5 separate regions of the Mus musculus genome follow, and regions 1, 3, 4 and 5 are each linked to region 2. The links are chromatin contacts, called in public HiChIP or PLAC-seq and promoter capture Hi-C maps. All regions are on one chromosome and are shown on one strand. Each heading gives the region's core, a stretch centred on a gene start, on an enhancer-like site or on the middle of the called end of the contact. The rest is flanking DNA. Distances are from core to core; before and after follow the strand shown.

Region 1 (3,221 bases), core at 381-2,880, 250 kb after region 2:
TGGCCAGTCTAGTATACAGAGTGAATTACAGGACAGCCTGGACTACTCAGGAAACCCTGTCTCAAAAATATATAAATAAAATAAAAACAAAACAAAATCCTACAAGTTTTCATCATTATGGCTATAATACTAAGCCATAATTGCCCCTTACTACAAAGGCAACTTAACTGTCAATCAAAAAAAATTTTAAAAAAAGATAATTTAAAATTTCCACTAACCACAGTGAGCCCCGCAGTGGTGGCGCACTCCTTTAGTCCCAGCACTTGGGAGGCGGGAGGATTTCTGAGTTCGAGGCCAGCCTGGTCCACAGAGTTCCAGGACAGCCAGGGCTACACAGAGAAACCCTGCCTCGAAAAAACAAAAAGAAAGGAAGGAAGGAAGGAAATTAATTTTAAGACTTTTACCCAATATAGCTAAACTATTACCATTTGAGGATGTCATCAATACAGAAAAATTGAGATGTCTTACTGTTTTTATACACCTTCAAAATCCAATGGGTAGTTTAAGCACACGGGGCATCTCAACAGATTAGCGGCTTTTCAAACACTCAATAGTCTTAAGCCTCTAGCCAGCACGGTATTAAGTCAAGGATCTAAATTCTAGGCTCCATTAGTTAATAGAACACCAAGTAGGAGAACAATCTACGTCCTTTGTTTGTTTTATTTTTCGAGACAGGGTTTCTGTGTGTATCCCTGGCTGTCCTCGAACTCAAATCGGCCTGCCTCTGCCTCCCAAGTGCTGGGATTAAAGGCGTGCGCCAACAATGCCTGGCAACCATCTACGTCCTTAAGGCAATAAACGCAGCTCTCGTTTTCTGTTGATCGATGGCCAAAACGGATCCATACTAGTACCCTCTTGCAAGTTACATAAAGAATCGGTTCGTTCCATTATAGGGCCTTCCATCACATCATCGCTGTCAGCAATGGCATTAACGCCGCATCTTGCACACACTTCCAGAGAATGCATTCAGCCGGGATGACATCAGCTGTGATCAGTGGGGCTCGATAGAACCCAGGTGTGGTCGTCGCGAAGGGACAGGAACCCAAAGTACCCTGGTAAGCTAGTAGGTTTAACTGCTTTATGTCCGTCCTCGACCCTGACCCAGGTGATCCGGGTCAAGGGCTTAACTGGGGTGTCTTAACTGCCACCTTCATCCCCTGCCCAAAGCTGCGTCTCCTCCCCGGGGCAGAAGCATCAGGAAAGCGGCGGCACAGCCAGGTAGGTCCGCTCGACTGCGGCTGCCCTCCGGTCCCTCCACGCCGACCCGAGCCGCTCCCAGGCCTTCGCTGCCCTCCGCAGCGCCCGGCGTTGCCAACCCTGACCCCGGCGTGGCGAAACCAACCCGCCCCGAGGCCTGGTCGGAGCAGGGAGGCTCAGCTCCGGCCCGGGCGCGGCCTGCTCCCGCCCTCCGCCCCGCAGCCTTCCGTCCGGCCGTTACTGCTCAGGACCGGCTTCCGTTCCTACCTGTACAGCCGGCTCAGATTTCCACGAAAGGTGGTGCAGGACACTCAAGCTGCGGGTCGGCGGCTGTGGAAACGTCTGCTACCCTTCAGCCCTCAGATTTTGTGCCTCGTGCTGCCGGCCGGCGCGATTTAAATTTCCCGGTGACGCCGCGTTCCGATTGGCTGATTTGAGCCTAAGCTGCGCGTTCATTGGTAGGTTTGAAAAACACGTTAGGCGGGGGTGGGGGTGGGACGCAGACGCAGGTCGTAGGGGAAAAAAAAAAAAAAAGGTGGGGGTGGGGCGGTAAGCAGGGAAGCGTCGCGAGATGAGGGAGCGGCCGGGCAATCCCAGGGTGCCTTGCAGAAGGGTGACTCCAGATCTCAGCACACAGCATGGAGACCTGCGTTTCGTCTATGCTTAGATGGACACTGGGCCGTACCCTGTTTGCTTTCCCTGGGCTTGTCCTTAAACAAACACACGAAATTATTATTACACTTGTAAAAAAAGGCTTAGCTTGCGGTGATTGGCGCAGGCTTTTAATCCCAGCACTAGGAGTTCAAGGCAAACCTGGTTTATACAGCCAGGCCAACCAGGGCTAAATAGTGAGACCCTGTCTCAATCAACCAATCAGTCAATCAATCAATAAAAGAAAAGAGAAATATATTTACTTTAAAAAAATTTTACATCAGGAGCTGGTCACCGGGAGAACGTGGATCTGTGTGCCTCTTAACCATTAGTTGTATCACTATATTGTTTATAGTATTTGTTGATTATTTTATCTTTAGGCAATCATTAGTTGTATCGCTATATTATTGTTTGTGCTATTTACTGGTTATTTAATTTTTATCATGGGGAGTGGGATTGAGGCAGGGTCTCACATTAACAATAGAGCCCAGGCTAGCCTTGAACCTAATGCAATCCTTCCTCAACGTCAGTTCTGGGATTACAGACATGCCCCACTTTGTCCCGTGTGGTAAACTTTTAGATTACTTGGAAAATAAAGACAATGGAAGCCGGGCAGTGGTGGCGCACACCTTTAATCCCAGCATTCAGGAAGCAGAGGCAGGCGGATTTCTGAGTTCGAGGCCAGCATGGTCTACAGAGTGAGTTCCAGGACAGAAGCAAAAAAAAAAAAAAAAAAAGAAAAAGAAAAAGGACAATGGAAGCAGCAAATATGGTAACAATAATTTATTAGCCCGGTGGTGGTGGCGCACACCTTTAATCCCAGCACTTGGGAGGCAGAGGCAGGCGGATTTCTGAGTTCTCTGAGTTCGAAGCCAGCCTGGTCTACAGAGTAAGTTCCTGGACAGCCAGGGCTACACAGAGAAACCCTGTCTCGAAAAACAAAAACAAAAAACCAATAACTTATTAATACCTATTTTCTCCAAACCTTTAAAATTTTTTATTTATTTCTTTATTTTGCTCCCTTCCCCCAAACACACACACACACACACACACACACACACTTAATGGGTTTCTCTGTGTCTCTGTAGACCTGACTGAACTCCACAGACCTCAGAGTGCTGGGACTAAAGGCAGTGTGCCACCACTGCCTGCCTTCAAATACTTTAAAACTTGAGTAATTCTGAACACAGAATCACAAACCTTTGCCTAGACTTGCCAAATGTTAACATTTCGGCACATTTTAAAATATGTAACATGTATATAGTGTACACACACACACATATTTTAGCCTTTTCTCTAATTTGTTTTTGCTTTTCATGACATGGTTTCCTCTGTGTAGCCCTGGCTGTCCTAGAACATCCTCTGTAAACCAG
Region 2 (3,490 bases), core at 164-2,663:
CAGTGGGTAAAAGCACCCGACTGCTCTTCCGAAGGTCCGGAGTTCAAATCCCAGCAACCACATGGTGGCTCACAACCATCCGTAACGAGATCTGACTCCCACTTCTGGAGTGTCTGAAGACAAGCTACAGTGTACTTACATATAATAAATAAATAAACAAGTATTAAAAAAAAGAGAACTTCAGACTAATTTCCCTTATGAACATTGATGTAAAAATACTCAATAAAATATTTGCAAACCAAACCCAAGAAGACATCATCTACCAAGCAAGATGCTAGAGAGGCAGGAGGGTGGCCGGAAGGTCTTACAGAGCAGCCTGGTGTGACTTACCTCCAGAGGTGATGAGAGGAGCTGAGAGCAATGTTGCTGAGGTTCTGGTCTGAATACGCCGACCTGAGAAGAGTGTGCCAAAGGACTCTCTGAATCCCTCCTCCAATTACCTTCAGGCTGCATGTATAGAAGATGTACCTTATACATCTGGAACCTGTCTCTCACCTCATAGGCAGCTAGGAAGTGTGTGTGTGTGTGCGCGCGTGTGTGTGCGTGTGTGCGTGTGTGGTGTGAAAGTGTTGATCCCATTGGGTGAAAGTAAGAACACTATCACAGTTTTTGAGCCAAATTGCTATGCTGGCTAAGACAATCCATCCTCAGGATTCCGGGAGTATGTCACCAAGGTACATTAATCGGAGGTTTATAAAGAAAGGCAAACCCCAAAAGGCTACATACTTTCCACCTTTGTCCAATCAGGAGCAAGCAAACATCCTGGCATACTCTCTGCTTATGTACCTCCAGCCTACATTCGATCAAACACATCCTGTGCAGATGGGGCAACCAAGCTTGTCTAAAGAAGCAAACAAAGGACTTGTAATCTTAAATGAACAACGGCCGACAGCACGCCAGGAAGTTCTCTGTGCTCTGGAGAGTAGGGCTTACTTGTCAGAGGCATTTTTCATTTTTCTTTTAGGAGGGGGAAGGGAGATGGGGGGGGGAGAGGGGGAGGGTGAGGGGGAGGAAGAGAGAGAGAGAGAGAGAGAGAGAGAGAGAGAGAGAGAGAGAGAGAGAATATAAAAGATCCATTATCGGGGCTGGTGAGTGAGATGGCTCAGTGGTTAAGAGCACTGACTGCTCTTCTGGAGGTCATGAGTTCAAATCCCAGCAACCACATGGTGGCTCACAACTATCTGTAATGAAAAACAAATAAAAAAACCTATGGGCCGGAGTGAAAGGGAAGGGGAAAAAAGGGGGAAAGAAGGGGGAAAAAAAAGAAAGATCCGTTATCACCAAGCAGCAGCTCTAAGTGAGATAGGAGACCTTGCGGTCTGAGCAGCTGTTCCAGTAATATGAAGGACAGTTAAACCAACGAGTCATAGGTCCTGTTGAGTAAACTTGTCTAAATCCTCTCATTTCCTGTGTGTGGTTGGGAAGAGGAATCTCAGAAGCCGAGCCCCATTCTGTAGTAACTCAATTAACCATGGGCGATGGTGACTCGCCAATGTGCCTCTCTGCCGTTTCATTCAAGGGAATAAGATGCTGGCTGGACAAACTGTTACTTTGGGCTCTTACAATTTCTATCACACGTAAGCCTGATTCGATATTTTAAGAATTGACTCTGGGACGGGGGGGCCAGCACTTGGTGGAGCAAAGGCAGGTGGATCTCTGTGGAGCCAGCCTGATCTACACAGAGTTCATGGCCAGCCAGGGCTACCTAGAGAGACCCTGTCTTGAAAAGTCAAAGACGAAAAAACAAACAAGAATCATCTCTCAAAATAATCACATGGGAAATGAGGTTTTTTTTCTCTAATCTTCCATTTTCTCTTTCAGTTCAGAATGCTGCAGTGGATTGTACGAGGGTGGAAAATAACGGTAAGTTTCATTTCCTGAAAGTATGGGCATCAAAATGGTCAGATAGCTGACTCTGAACATGAGCGTTCACTTACTGGGATTTCTGTGTTTTTAGATCGGCAACCAAGAGCAAAGCCTTTCTATTATCTGCTAGGAGGCCAATGAGCTGAGGTTTAGAGAGGGCATTAATTGTAGCAATTTTGTTTTTCCACCTGAAACTTGGCCGGGCAAAATCTGAGATTGTTTTTTACCATGAAAACCTCCAAACTTCCTTTGTTATCACTTTTAGCTAGAAAACCCTCCCGTGATTTTTGTAAATTTTTATTAATTTATTTACTTTTGAGGCTGAGCCTCATGTAGGTCAGGCTGGCCTCAAACTCTATTACGTGGCCAAGGCTAAACTAGACTAACTCCTAAACTCTCAAATGCTGGGACCCAGCCCACCATGCCCACTCAAACCCCTTTTAAATTAATTCAGGCAACTAGTACTATGCCTAGGTAGAGCTCTACTGTGGAGTCAGAGTGCTTTGCTGCTGAGCCTGGCTTGCTGCTGCCCAGCTGGCAAGCCGGGCACACAAACTAATGACTTTTGAGGGTGGTTTCTTTCATCGGTGAGAAGGGGTGGCCCCAATCCTGGTTCCTCTGCAGTCTTTGCGGCACATCGGTCCTTCCGTGTAAGCTAACCACATAAAGTTGAAAGTGCTGTTGTGTGCAACCCAGCCTGTCTTCCCTCCCCTCCCCTCCCCATCCCGAAGCAGGCAGCTTCTTTCTGTGGACTGTTGGTGATAAGATCTTGCTACATAGCCTAGCACTCACTATGTAGCCGAAGCTGATGCTGAACTCATGAGAATCCTTCTGCTTCAGCCTGTTAAGTCCTGAGTGTGGGAGAGCACACAGTGGAGCAGTCTAGATGGACATCTTTGCGTCGGTCTGTGGTGTCAGAGTTTATTGAATAGCAATAAATTCACCAGCTATGTTGCTTCTCTTGGCTGTGATTTTCCAAGCAGTCCTGATTTCTCTTGATAGCCAGCAGTCAGTAAACATGAGTTCTTTTATTCCAATTTTAAATGTAATATTAACTCTCAGAGCATATATTACATATCTTACAGTAAACATACACATGAGTATGTATGTATACCAGCTCACAGACTGGATACCAAAGCCATAGCAGACAGAATTTAAGGAGTTTTACCAGGCCTTACTGAAGGCAATCTCACGTAGCCCAGGCTGGCCTAGAACTCACTAGGTCAGCATAGACTGACCTTGAATTCTTCATCCATCTGCCTCCATCCCCCAAGTCCTGAAATTACAGGAGAAAGAAAGACCCTGGGGAAGCAGGGGCTTCCCAGCAGGAGAGCAGAAAAGGATGTGTCACAGGATCTGAATTAAGGTTGGTTACTTAATGAAAGACTCCAAGCTACAGGTCTGCCCCTGGCTTATAGGAAGTAAAATCGATGATAAGAAAAGTTGGCAGGTCTTACCTGAAAAGCAGTGCAAATGGGAAGTTAAATCCAGTGTCAAAGTCAAACAAAAACATAGAGACCGATGTGCAATAAAGGAATTTTTATCTGGGAAAAAGCAAACGATATGGAACACAAGTGTGTAGACCCGGTGGCCTCTGGCACACCTGAAGAACAAAGGAAAGATT
Region 3 (3,190 bases), core at 284-2,783, 170 kb after region 2:
CCGTCTTCTTCACCACACATCTGAATATAAATGTGGACAATTTACTTGCTGTGAATGACGTGACTAGCTAGCAGAGGGACAATAGTTTCAATTACACGCTTTAAACCAAACGCAATTTTTCCTTAAAAGGAGGGGGACGTTGACCACGGAAGAATATCAGAAGTGGCATCGTAAGCAAATTATACCTGTAATATGTTAACAACTCCCTGCAGCTGGGAACATTAAACAGTCTTTCCCAAATCCCTCTGAGCATTCCTTTCCATTTAGAAAGAGGGTGAGAAGTGTGGAGAGGACTAGTGAAAGTTAGCTTAAAAGTTCGTATGCGTCCAGACTGAGAAACACATTGCAAAGCAAGGGATTCTAAACCAGGTCTGGAGTTAAGACATGAGCAACTAGTTCTGCGGCCTACAAGGAACAACCCCAAACATGCTACCCTACAATCAAACAACTTCCAAAACACAGAGTGTACAATGAGCCGGGAGTCGTGGGATCAGGCAGACACGCCGGAAAAGCCAACCACAGTCTCGGTCCCTCCCTCCCAGAGACGTGCGTTTAAGGTGTGTGGCACTGGCCACAGAGGTTGGCAGCACTGGAGAGTAAAGGTTTCACTGCCGGGCATAGGTAGGTGTCCAAGTTAACAACCCGGGAACACAAGCACTCTCCCGTTAAGCACTCACTCCATGTTTAAGGAGTGTTTACCGCGCGCAGTCAGCAACTGGATTCAGTAATCCCTTTCCCGACCCCACCTGGGCAGGAGCCCAGGGGCTGCTCCTGTGACCCCAGGAAACGAGACTTCAGGACCTCAAATCCGCCCTCCACGGGAGACCCACGGGCCACACACTGGGCGTTCTGAAGAATTTCCCAACCCCAGCTAAGTGGTTCTCCAATGACTCCCTAAACTAGGCCTTCCCACGCCCGGATTCCCGTCCAACGCCACCACCGACCGCGACCCCGGCCCTCTGCTTGCCCACAGGCGCCACAGCCGCCCGCCCAGCTCACCTGTCAGGCGCAGCTTGACGGGCCCGTTCCTCCGGCCTCCGGGGTTAGACATGTCCCCAGCGGCGGGGGAGGTGGCGGCGGCGGCGGCGGCGGCGCTCGCGGCCGGCGGGCCGGCGGGCGGGCGGGCGGACTGGGCTGGGCTGGGCCGACGGCGAGGCGCAGAGGAGTCACCACAGCGGCCGGGGCCGGGGTCCGAACAGCCCGCGCCGCGGCCGCCAGGGCCGGAGGGTCCCGGATGTGCCGAGCGCCGTCGCCATGAGCCGCGGAGGGAGCGGGACGCAGAGCTCCCCCCTCCTCCCACTTCTGCTTCCTCGGCCCGGGCCACACAACAAAGCGGCAGCCGCGGCCGGCCGCGCCGCCTCCGCCCCGCGCCCCCGCCGCCTCTTGTCCTCGCGGTCCGCCTCGGTCTCCCCTTCTCGGTGCCGCGAGGCCTGGGAGCGGACGGTGCGAAGTCTGCTGAGGCGGGCGGGTGCTCGGCCGCTTCCTCCTCCGCCCGCCCTCTTGTCTGAGAGAACCCGGTCCTGGGGCCGCAGCCGCTGCCGCCGCCGCCGCCGCCGCCACTCGTCGGCTCCTGGGGGCGGGGAGGAGACGGGGGCGGGGCCGGCGGGCGGGGCGGGGTTGCGGTGGGCGGGGCCGGCGAGGGGGCGGGCTTGTGGGCGAGGTCTCCTGCGCCTGGGGCGCCAGAGGAAGGCCTGGCTCCGCGCGAGCTGCGGGCAGCGCGTGCGCCACGGCCCAGACTGGGCCCCGAACTACACCGCCCGGCGGCGCCGGCTCGATGGCACCAGAGGGGCCTACTGACCAGCTAGCTCACTGAAAGATCGCCTGTGTCCCTACAGGGCAGAATGCCCGAGTAATACTCCCACTGCGCGCTCTGAGAGGCTGGCGAGAGTAAAGTTAGACCCAAGTCCGAAGAATTAATTCGCCAAGATGCTATTCCCACATCGAACGCTCCAGCAAATTCCCAGGAGTGCTTAGCTCTGAGTATTGTAATTGCCACCTCCACAGGCTCACCTGGTGCTCCATATCCGGTTACCTACCTGCTCGATTCTTCCCCCAACCCTGCCCAGGACAAGCATAGGGAGATAATACAAATGCGGCCAAAGACTGTGAACAAGATAGGTGGATATAGTGTGGAAAGCTCACGCAGTACTGTATTTTGCTGTCCCAGGAGGAAAAAAGAAAATGAATAGGACTGTAACTCTGACGCGGTGACTTACAACTAATAAGAACTTATTCTGGACAAATAAATAATGCAGGTTGTTTTGGGATTTTGTTTTGCAAGGTTGGGGTGAGAGTGCAGCCTAATAGTGAATTGTATTACATCAACTGCAACACATTTTTATGCAGCCATCTAAATGGCAATTGTGGTAGCCATGTAACATGTCAGACTTTATATGTAATGCAGGGTTTAAATGGAGAATACAAGTTTTATGTGCACGCAAGAGTAATAATGCAAACTAAGGATAAGAGTGTGGATTTGTGCCGGGCAGTGGTGGCGCATGCCTTGGGAGGCAGAGGCAGGTGGATTTCTGAGTTCGAGGCCAGCCTGGTCTACAAAGTGAGTTCCAGGACAGCCAGCGCTACACGGAGAAACCCTGTCTCAAAAAACCAAAAAAAAAAAAAAAAAAGAGTGTGGATTTATATCCATGTTAGCTTTGCTTTAAAGCTGTTATAACATTAATGCCGTTTAAACTGTTCATTGAAGCCTAATACATTTTAATCCTAAAACATTGCAAATGGTGACTTAAAATCTACCAGTTAAGACACTTCATTCTCCAGGTGAAATCCAAGAGCGTTTCATCGGTCTAAAAACACTCCTACGGATTAAAGTGATCCCAAAATCATAAGTTCTAGCAGTAAGACTTAAAATACAAGGGACAGCTCTAAAAATTCAATCAAGAAATACTAAGTGCTTATTATTCACAAAGCAATGAACAGGGCCCTTAAACACTTCTTTGTGCAATGTAAGATCTGAAGGCTCAGGAAATAATTCCCACAAAAGTTACTGTGGCGATAGAACAATTGCTACATCACTGTTTCAAACGCTAGGCTGAGACAATAAACTGAGCAGGCTGATGTATGCACTCTTCCTTTCCCTGGTTCTTATGGCCCACACTTTGTTCCCAACCACCCACTAGCATAATTTGTAGCTTTGTATTGGGAAATGGAAGTTAAGATTTCAGAAAATGGT
Region 4 (3,674 bases), core at 292-2,791, 220 kb after region 2:
AGAACGATACTCCTTACTGACAGGCTGTGTGCTTCAGGGCTACCTGATCATTTTCATGACAGTGTTTTGTGATATAAATAGTACAACACAATAGACAAAGGCCTGTCTGCATTTGGAGAGAAGGTTTTCATTTATATGTATTTTTGAGATTTAAAAAAAAATTGTAAATTTAGCCTCATTTTAGAGGGTATTACTTTTCTCACATAAATAAAAATAAAAATAAAAAGATGCCAGGCAGTGGTGGCACACACCTTTGATCCCAGCACTTGGGAGGCAGGGGCAGGTGGATTTCTGAGTTCAAGGCCAGCCTGGTCTACAGAGTAAGTTCCAGGACAGCCAGAGCTATACAGAAAAACCCTGTCTTGAAAAAACAAATTAAAAAAAAAAAAAAAAAAAAAAAGATGGCTCCTTCAACACCATGTCTGCCTATATGCTGCCATGCTTCTCACCATAATGAAACTTTAAGTCAGCCCCAATTAATTGATTTGCTTTATAAGAGTTGTCTTGGCCAGAGCTGGAGATGTCTCAGAGGTTGCTGCTTTTCCAGAGGTCCTGAATTCAATTCTCAGCAACCACATGGTGGCTCATAACCATCTATAATGAGATCTGGTGCCCTCTCCTGGCCTGAAGGCATACATGCAGGCAGAAAAAAAAAGTTGCCTTGGTTATAAAACTCTAAGACAATCATCTGTCTGTCGGTCGGTCTGTCTGTATATCTCTTTCTTTGAGTGTGTGTGTGTGTGTGTGACAGGGTTTCTCTCTGTAGCCCTGACTGTCCTGGAACTTGCTTTATAGACCAGGCTGATCTTCAACTCATCGATCGATCCACCTGCCTCTGCCTCCCAAGTGCTGGGATTAAAGACATGAGACACCACCACCTTGCTTGCCTTTGATTCTTTTTTTTAACTAAAATTCTTTACTCCTTTTAAATTCTATGGGGGGCTGTTTATTTTTACATTATATATATGGGTGTTTTGCCTGCTTGTACATCTGTGTACCGTGTGTGTGCCGGATACCCAGGGAGGTCAGAAGAGGGCATCAGGTCCCCTGGTACTGGACTTACAGAGAGTTGTTAGCCACCATCAGGATGCTGGGAATGGAACAATCAGTGTTCTTAACCACTGAACCATCTCTCCAAACAGGATTTCACTCTACAGCCTCATCTAGCTTAAACTTTCCAGATAGACCAGGCTGGCCTTGAATTCACAGGCTCTGCCTCTGCCTCTCAAATATTGTGATTACAGGTTAGTTCCAGCATACCTGGCTCTCTGTTTAAAAAAAAAAATTTAGTGTCTCTCTCTACATGTAGCCCTGCAAACCTGGGAGTCTCTGTCGACCAGGCTAATATCAAATCAGGTAATCCTCCTGCCTCAGCCTCCTGACCCATAACACCCAGTGCACATAACATATATGTGCACACCTCTGTTGGCTCTAACCTAGGCTGCTAAGGACAGGGAGCAGTTCACCACAGCAGCCATGAGCACATGCAGCGATCAGAACTTGATTTCCAAATACCAGTTTCACCAAACAGAACCAGGGTCATTAGAGTGACCTGGTTGCTTCCATGGCCAGGACAGGAAAAAAGACAGGGGAGCCTGGAACAGTCTGTGTTAGAAAGCTCCAGGAATGATGGATCGTGGCAAAATAGGTCTAGCAACCAGCTTGAACAGGTTTCCACTGGCCAAAACGGGAAGAATTCAATTGCTAAAGTAAACAGTGGGAGTTACAGGGCTGTCGCCCCTGGAATCCACGAGGCCACTCAGACTTAAGTCTCCAGTCCGAGAGCTTGGGGTGAGGTGATACCACAGATGAAGGATACTCAGCCCTTGGTCGGCTTTCAAGTCTTCATTTATTGTCCCCCCCCTACCCCTTCCCCATGTCATGACTGGAAAGGACATGACACATTGAGCAAGCTAGCATCCCAAAAATTCCTAGACAGACTATCCAGGACATATGGACTTTGGATGCTTGTCCAGTGTCCTTTCCAGATTCCTGTCACATTGGGGGAAGGGAGATACAGGGATGCCAATGAGGACCAGCTTTGAGGGAGAGGCAGGCAAAGGGCCAGGAGAGGCTAGTTGGCCACCACTGCCTCCCAAGAGCCTGTGGCCGGTGCTGAGATTTGGGCAGGGGGCCTCCTGCAGAGCGAGGTACCCCCACATCTGGTTCACATTGCACGGTAAAAACAAACGGGTGTCTTAGCTGGAAAAGGCCCAGTAGACTTAGCTAGCCAAGCCATGTAGCTGGGACAGCAGGACACGGCGTCACCTCTTCCATAGGTCACCAGGCCTGGCTGGCTCCCAAGGGGTTTGCAGAGGGAAGGCAACTGGAAAAGAGGCAGCTTTTCTGCGTAGACCAACATTATCTGGACCCAGCTCCACCTAATGTACAAAACAGCTTCCTGTGTCATTGTCCAGAGGGGCTGGTTCTTGGACTTGCGGGTGACTCATTTCAGCATGAGGCCGGAGCCGACACACAGCCCATCCACCCTTGTCTACCCAGAGCACCTCATTTGGTGTGGTGGGGCAGCATTGCTGTGCAGTCTTGGGTAGCTGTCTAAATGTCTCTGAGCCCTTTCCCCCCAGCAGTACAGAGTATGATTGCTTCTTGACTGGGCCGTGGAAGTCTGTTTGAGTGACTGAGCACAAGGCACAGCTATGAATCAGAAAGCTCTCAGGCAGAGCTGTGGTCCCTACTGGTCACTCGGGAACCAGTCCTATGTCTTCTATTGGCTCTGAAAATGTTTAAGAAGTAACACAGAAGACAGAAGACACCTTTTCTTCCAAGCTTTCCACCCTGGCCATCAGCACCATCCTTGACAGAGAAGGGCAGGGGATGTGGATAGGTCTTAGCTCACCTTGGCAGTCTTGTTGTGTGGCTATAGGAGACGTTGTTAATCTCTCGGACCCTGTTTCTTCTTGCTCCTGCTTTCCGGGTGCTCATGGTTAGTGGAGGGGGTTTGCACAGCAGAGAGTGGCATGGTTTGGAGTGAACACCCTTCTCCTTCCCTGCTTCACATTGAAGACTCTGTTCTAAAAGGAAGCCTGCCAGGCTGTACCTTAAAACCAGTGCTGGCCCTTCAGTAAACAGGAGCAGACAGAAGCAAGCTAGACTGACTCTGGGAGGCAGCCCCGCGTTCCCGCCTGCGATCATCCTTCAGTGGCCTTAGGCTTCCCATCCTCTCTCTCTCTCTCTCTCTCTCTCTCCTTTTTTTTTGATTTATTTATTTATTATATGTAAGTACACTGTAGCTGTCTTCAGACACTCCAGAAGAGGGAGTCAGATCTCATTATAGATGGTTATGAGCCACCATGTGGTTGCTGGGATTTGAACTCAGGACCTTTGGAAGAGCAGTCGGGTGCTCTTACCTGCTGAGCCATCTCACCAGCCCCCCCCCCCCCTGAATCTGTGGATACAACTGTTCTTTATCAAAAGTCAAAAAGTAGGAACCTCTCATGGATAAGATCTGGGACACCACTTCCCTGAGTGTTGGAAAAGTCAGATGAACTGGCTGCGCTTCAGCAAATCATCTAGCTTCATGGTGGTGGTGGGGTGTGTGTGTGTGTGTGTGTGTGTGTGTGTACATGTGTAGGTACAAGTGGCACACCCAAAGGCCAGAGGAAGGTCCCCCAGAACTGGAGTCGCAGAGATTTGCAGACGCTCAAGCTTGTTAT
Region 5 (3,502 bases), core at 961-3,460, 210 kb before region 2:
ACTGGAGATTCAGACAGGTGCTTATTTCCATAAAGCCTCCAGAGGCCCCTCCTATAGAAACGGAACGCATGACTTGTCCATCTTTCCTATAAATTACAAGCCCCACACCGTGCTGGTGAGCAAGAAAAGGAGAGACAAGATCGGCTGTCACAGCTGCACCTTCTCTTTGTCTCCTTTCTGCTTCTGCCTTGTCCTCCCATGATCCAGCTACCACTGCACAGCCCTAGCTCAGAAGACCTGCCCTGCCCTCGCTCCCCTCCCTACTAATTCAGTGTCCGAGAGTTATCTGTCAAAGCCTGCTTCTCTTTCTCCCAGGTCAGGCTTGAGCCTGCGACTGTCAAGCCTATCCTCTTCCAGGAGGAATGAGTTTCCCAATGGCCAGGACTCAAGTGATCCCTGCAAGGTGCTCACACTTACTGACTTGCATTGTCTTGCCTCAGCTTAGCAGAGTCAGGAGCTTCCAAAGCCCTCCCCTCTCAGCATGTGATGCAGAGGAGGTAAGAACCACAGGGCTGGATGAGAACATGGCTCTCAGGACAGATGTTGGCCCCAACCCCAGCCCATCAAATACTCCAATGCCCACCGCTTGACCCACACACAATCTGTCTGAAACATCTGCTGTGACCAGTGGGTGAGCCAACTTGTCTCTAACTTCCTGGGTTAGCTGCCAGACTATGGAATCTGGCCTATTGAGGGTCAGAGGTGGGCATGGAGGAGGAGCAGCAGCAGCAACTATGAGGGGACCGTGAGGTTTGGTGGCGAGCACGTGCTGGTGGGTTCAGTACTTACAAGGGTGGCAGGATTAGTGCTGCTGACCATAGACACACATAGATATATAGGTGACTCCTAAAGATTACCATATCTGAGCATCACAATACCCCAGGAAGAGGGGAATCCTGCTTCCATCTGAGGAAGGAACAATCCCTAGTTCATGACTGAAGCCTGATTCTGGTTCTCTGCTTACTCTGTCATGAGGGAGGACAGGCACCAACATCCAGCCAATGAGACAGACACTTGTTGGGACATCTGAATTAGACTGCAGCCTTATATAGAAAAGCTAACAGACAGAAGGAAAGATGAAAAGATCTAGAAATGCAGAAGTCTAATGACTGCTCACACTTCTTTCCCTTTGTGATCTACGTAAACACATCTGGGCTCCACATGTTATGACTTTAGACCATCCACTCTCTTCTACTTCATGCCTGTGCTTGTGCATAAGTGCCACCGTGGCTTGCTCTAGGTAGCCAATTGGTTCATCTGGCTATGTGCCCAGGCCAGTGGCATGGCACACTGGTCACTAGGTACCAAGAATCGAACCTTGAAGGTCTGCCTGGTTGTAAGACCCCTACGGCTTATGTCGCGTAGCAGATCTGAAGCCTGGACTTAGGGTCTGATCTATGTGAGCCATGCACAGACTCTGATGTGAAGCCAGCAGACTGCTCAGCCCCCAATGTCATGTCATAGCTGTGCCAGCTCTTTCTCTGGGAGCTAGGGAATGGGGGGCTCACTTCCATTTTCCAGTAACACATCAGAGTCTAGGACCTGTTTTAGACTCCTTCAAATCTAGATGATTTCCAAAGTCTTCCTTAGAATGTCAGTGACTTATTAAAAACAAACAGGCTGGAAGAGCAGCTAGGTGGCTAAGAGCACTATTGCACTCCGGAGGATACACTTCAGTTCTCAGCACCCACTGGTGGCTGAGAACCACCATCAACACCAGATGACACCCTCTTCTGACCTCCACAGGCACCCCACACACCCCGCATTCACTCACACAGACACCCACACATGCACACCCATTAAAAATTAACACCTTTGTTTAGAATTGCTACATATTAACTTTTCCATTTTAGAAGAGGTGGCTCTGCCTGACTCTACCCCTGCTGCTGTCAGGTCCTGCACATTGACGGAGATATTTTCCACCACCGACTTCCGGATGAAAGGATAGAAGTTGGCGTCAGCCATTTCTTGTACCACAAGTGTGTGTACACGTGTGTGGACATGTGTTTGCACTCCTACCCCATGCTCCTGCACACTGTGCACTGTCATCTTCAGGCTCAGGGTAACAGGTTCAGGACTCCTCAAGCCCCATCAGATCATCTGCACAGACTACTGAAGAAATATCACGTGTCTGAAGAAAATGGCCCCCAGGCTACTTGGGCTGAGCCAAACCACTGCCCACGTCAGACTCTCACCACTTTTTGTCTTGTAGGCTACACAGAAGAGGCCACCTCTTCCTTTCTCAGGAGAGCACGTGTACCCTTTATCAGTCTTTCTTAAAATGTTCATTTTTTACAGGAAACACCCCCCCCTCTCTCTCACAGCAAGAAACAAAGACTATTTCACAATGACGTCCAAGCCAGTGACACAGGATGCGGTAAGACGTCTCAAGGAACTGACAAGCATGTTGCTTTTCCTTTTCCCAGTCCCTGTATCTAAGGCAGGCTCTGCACTGGGGCACAGGGAACAAAGACAAACACAGAGCTGCAGAACACAGACAATGCATCAAAAGGGTTTATGAACAGAATCTGGCCTCCACAGGCTGCTAGGATGCATTTCCAGTGACTGTCATCAAAATTTAAAGCTGAAGAATAAATGTGCGGAGAATATTCATTGTGCCGCCTCCTCCATCCACACGGGGAGGAAGGGTAGCCTCCCAAGCCTGCTTCCAAAGGCAATGTTTGGGGAAGCCAATGTTCCGGAGCTGAAGCAAGGCCATCCGCAGACACTGTCTATCTATCTAGCTCCTGGGGAGGACTGTATTTAAAATGAGCTTATCTCCAACGCAGCATGGACGGACTCAATTCTGTGGGAGGCCAGGGATGCCTTTCTGCTATAAGAGAGATTGAAACAACTGCTCCTGAGTTTGGTCTCACATGGCTGCTGTGTCAAGGTGGCAGCTGTGGTGGCCTGGTCCAAGAGCAGAGACAGCAGGGCACTTTCTTCACATTTGTGTGCTTGTTCCCCAGATTTGAAAAACAATGCATATTCATTACAGAACACACGTAAGTTCTCTCTTCCCAGCTAGAACAGAATCATTTCACTGTATTTTCTTTAAGCCTAGCTGCCCCCCCTTTAAAGACATGGTCTCACTGTATAACCACAGATGACTTCAAACTGGCAATCCCACCTCAGGCTCTTGAGAACTAGGACTACAGACTCGCACTGCCAGCCCAGTTTCAGTCTTTTTCCAGCGTACCAATAATTAAGAAATAATAATAAAAGCATGTGCCGGGGGCTGGAGAGATGGCTCAGCAGTTAAGAGCACCGACTGCTCTTCCAAAGGTCCTGAGTTCAATTCCCAGCAACCATATAGTGGCTCACAACCATCCGTAATGAGATCTGATGCTCTCTTCTGGAGTGTCTGAAGACAGCTACAGTATACTTACATATAATAAATAAATAAATCTTTTAAAAATATTTTTAAAAAAAGCATGTGCCTTTAATCTCTGCATTTGTGAGTTAGAAGCCAGCCTAGTCTTTATAGTAAGTCCCAGGTCAG

What was found. Promoter capture Hi-C pulls out the DNA fragments that hold promoters and counts their contacts. HiChIP or PLAC-seq counts read pairs in DNA pulled down with a chosen protein or histone mark.
Region 1: a contact with region 2 is called in an H3K4me3 HiChIP or PLAC-seq map of the SCID.adh cell line, with 14 read pairs. The contact joins the promoter of Kpna2 here to the promoter of Milr1 in region 2. A contact is called at or near these places in 13 of 39 promoter capture datasets (the 3T3-L1 cell line, 3T3-L1-derived adipocytes, the C10 cell line and 8 more), 1 of 15 datasets of contacts at CTCF or cohesin (pro-B cells), 6 of 484 Hi-C or Micro-C datasets (cerebellar granule neurons, embryonic stem cells and liver), 5 of 115 datasets of contacts at active chromatin or transcription factors (the 230-238 cell line, the SCID.adh cell line, effector CD8 T cells and 1 more) and 3 of 9 other capture datasets (adipose tissue, liver and pancreatic islet).
Region 3: a contact with region 2 is called in an H3K4me3 HiChIP or PLAC-seq map of the SCID.adh cell line, with 13 read pairs. The contact joins the promoter of Smurf2 here to the promoter of Milr1 in region 2. A contact is called at or near these places in 8 of 39 promoter capture datasets (the HPC-7 cell line, cranial neural crest, embryonic stem cells and 4 more), 3 of 115 datasets of contacts at active chromatin or transcription factors (the SCID.adh cell line, effector CD8 T cells and pancreatic cancer cells) and 2 of 9 other capture datasets (adipose tissue and pancreatic islet).
Region 4: a promoter capture Hi-C map of liver shows a contact between it and region 2, with 3 times the contacts expected there. The contact joins the enhancer-like site here to the promoter of Milr1 in region 2. A contact is called at or near these places in 12 of 39 promoter capture datasets (3T3-L1-derived adipocytes, the C10 cell line, embryonic stem cells and 5 more), 1 of 15 datasets of contacts at CTCF or cohesin (pro-B cells), 26 of 484 Hi-C or Micro-C datasets (CD8 T cells, the G1E-ER4 cell line, the P5424 cell line and 6 more) and 3 of 115 datasets of contacts at active chromatin or transcription factors (the SCID.adh cell line, epiblast stem cells and memory CD8 T cells).
Region 5: a BATF HiChIP or PLAC-seq map of CD8 T cells shows a contact between it and region 2, with 5 read pairs. The contact joins the enhancer-like site here to the promoter of Milr1 in region 2. A contact is called at or near these places in 13 of 39 promoter capture datasets (the 3T3-L1 cell line, the C10 cell line, the HPC-7 cell line and 7 more), 33 of 484 Hi-C or Micro-C datasets (the AML12 cell line, B cells, CD4 T cells and 17 more), 11 of 115 datasets of contacts at active chromatin or transcription factors (the 230-238 cell line, CD8 T cells, the SCID.adh cell line and 8 more) and 3 of 9 other capture datasets (adipose tissue, liver and pancreatic islet).

What each region holds. Positions count from the first base shown.
Region 1 is chr11:106,997,895-107,001,115 of GRCm38.p6, forward strand. Kpna2 (karyopherin (importin) alpha 2) reads right to left here and starts at 1,631. Exons shown (of 11, transcript NM_010655.3): 1 at 1,465-1,631. Gm39424 (a long non-coding RNA gene) reads left to right here and starts at 1,575. Exons shown (of 3, transcript XR_880255.3): 1 at 1,575-1,655.
Region 2 is chr11:106,749,813-106,753,302 of GRCm38.p6, forward strand. Milr1 (mast cell immunoglobulin like receptor 1) reads left to right here and starts at 1,414. Exons shown (of 7, transcript NM_001033435.3): 1 at 1,414-1,577; 2 at 1,822-1,863. The coding sequence starts at 1,472.
Region 3 is chr11:106,919,182-106,922,371 of GRCm38.p6, forward strand. It overlaps Smurf2 (SMAD specific E3 ubiquitin protein ligase 2), which reads right to left and starts at 1,534. Exons shown (of 19, transcript NM_025481.3): 1 at 1,000-1,534. The coding sequence starts at 1,051.
Region 4 is chr11:106,974,035-106,977,708 of GRCm38.p6, forward strand. No RefSeq gene overlaps it. Among named protein-coding and RNA genes, the nearest start is that of Gm39424, 24 kb to the right of the region's middle. Within about 2 kb of position 1,542, at least 30 of the 459 cell types and tissues checked have an H3K27ac peak or open chromatin away from gene starts, as enhancers often do. A contact at or near this core is called in liver, where this site is marked.
Region 5 is chr11:106,534,056-106,537,557 of GRCm38.p6, forward strand. All of the region lies in intron 5 of Tex2 (testis expressed gene 2), which reads right to left. Among named protein-coding and RNA genes, the nearest start is that of Gm22711, 35 kb to the left of the region's middle. Within about 2 kb of position 2,211, at least 99 of the 459 cell types and tissues checked have an H3K27ac peak or open chromatin away from gene starts, as enhancers often do. A contact at or near this core is called in CD8 T cells, the HPC-7 cell line, the SCID.adh cell line and 8 more, where this site is marked.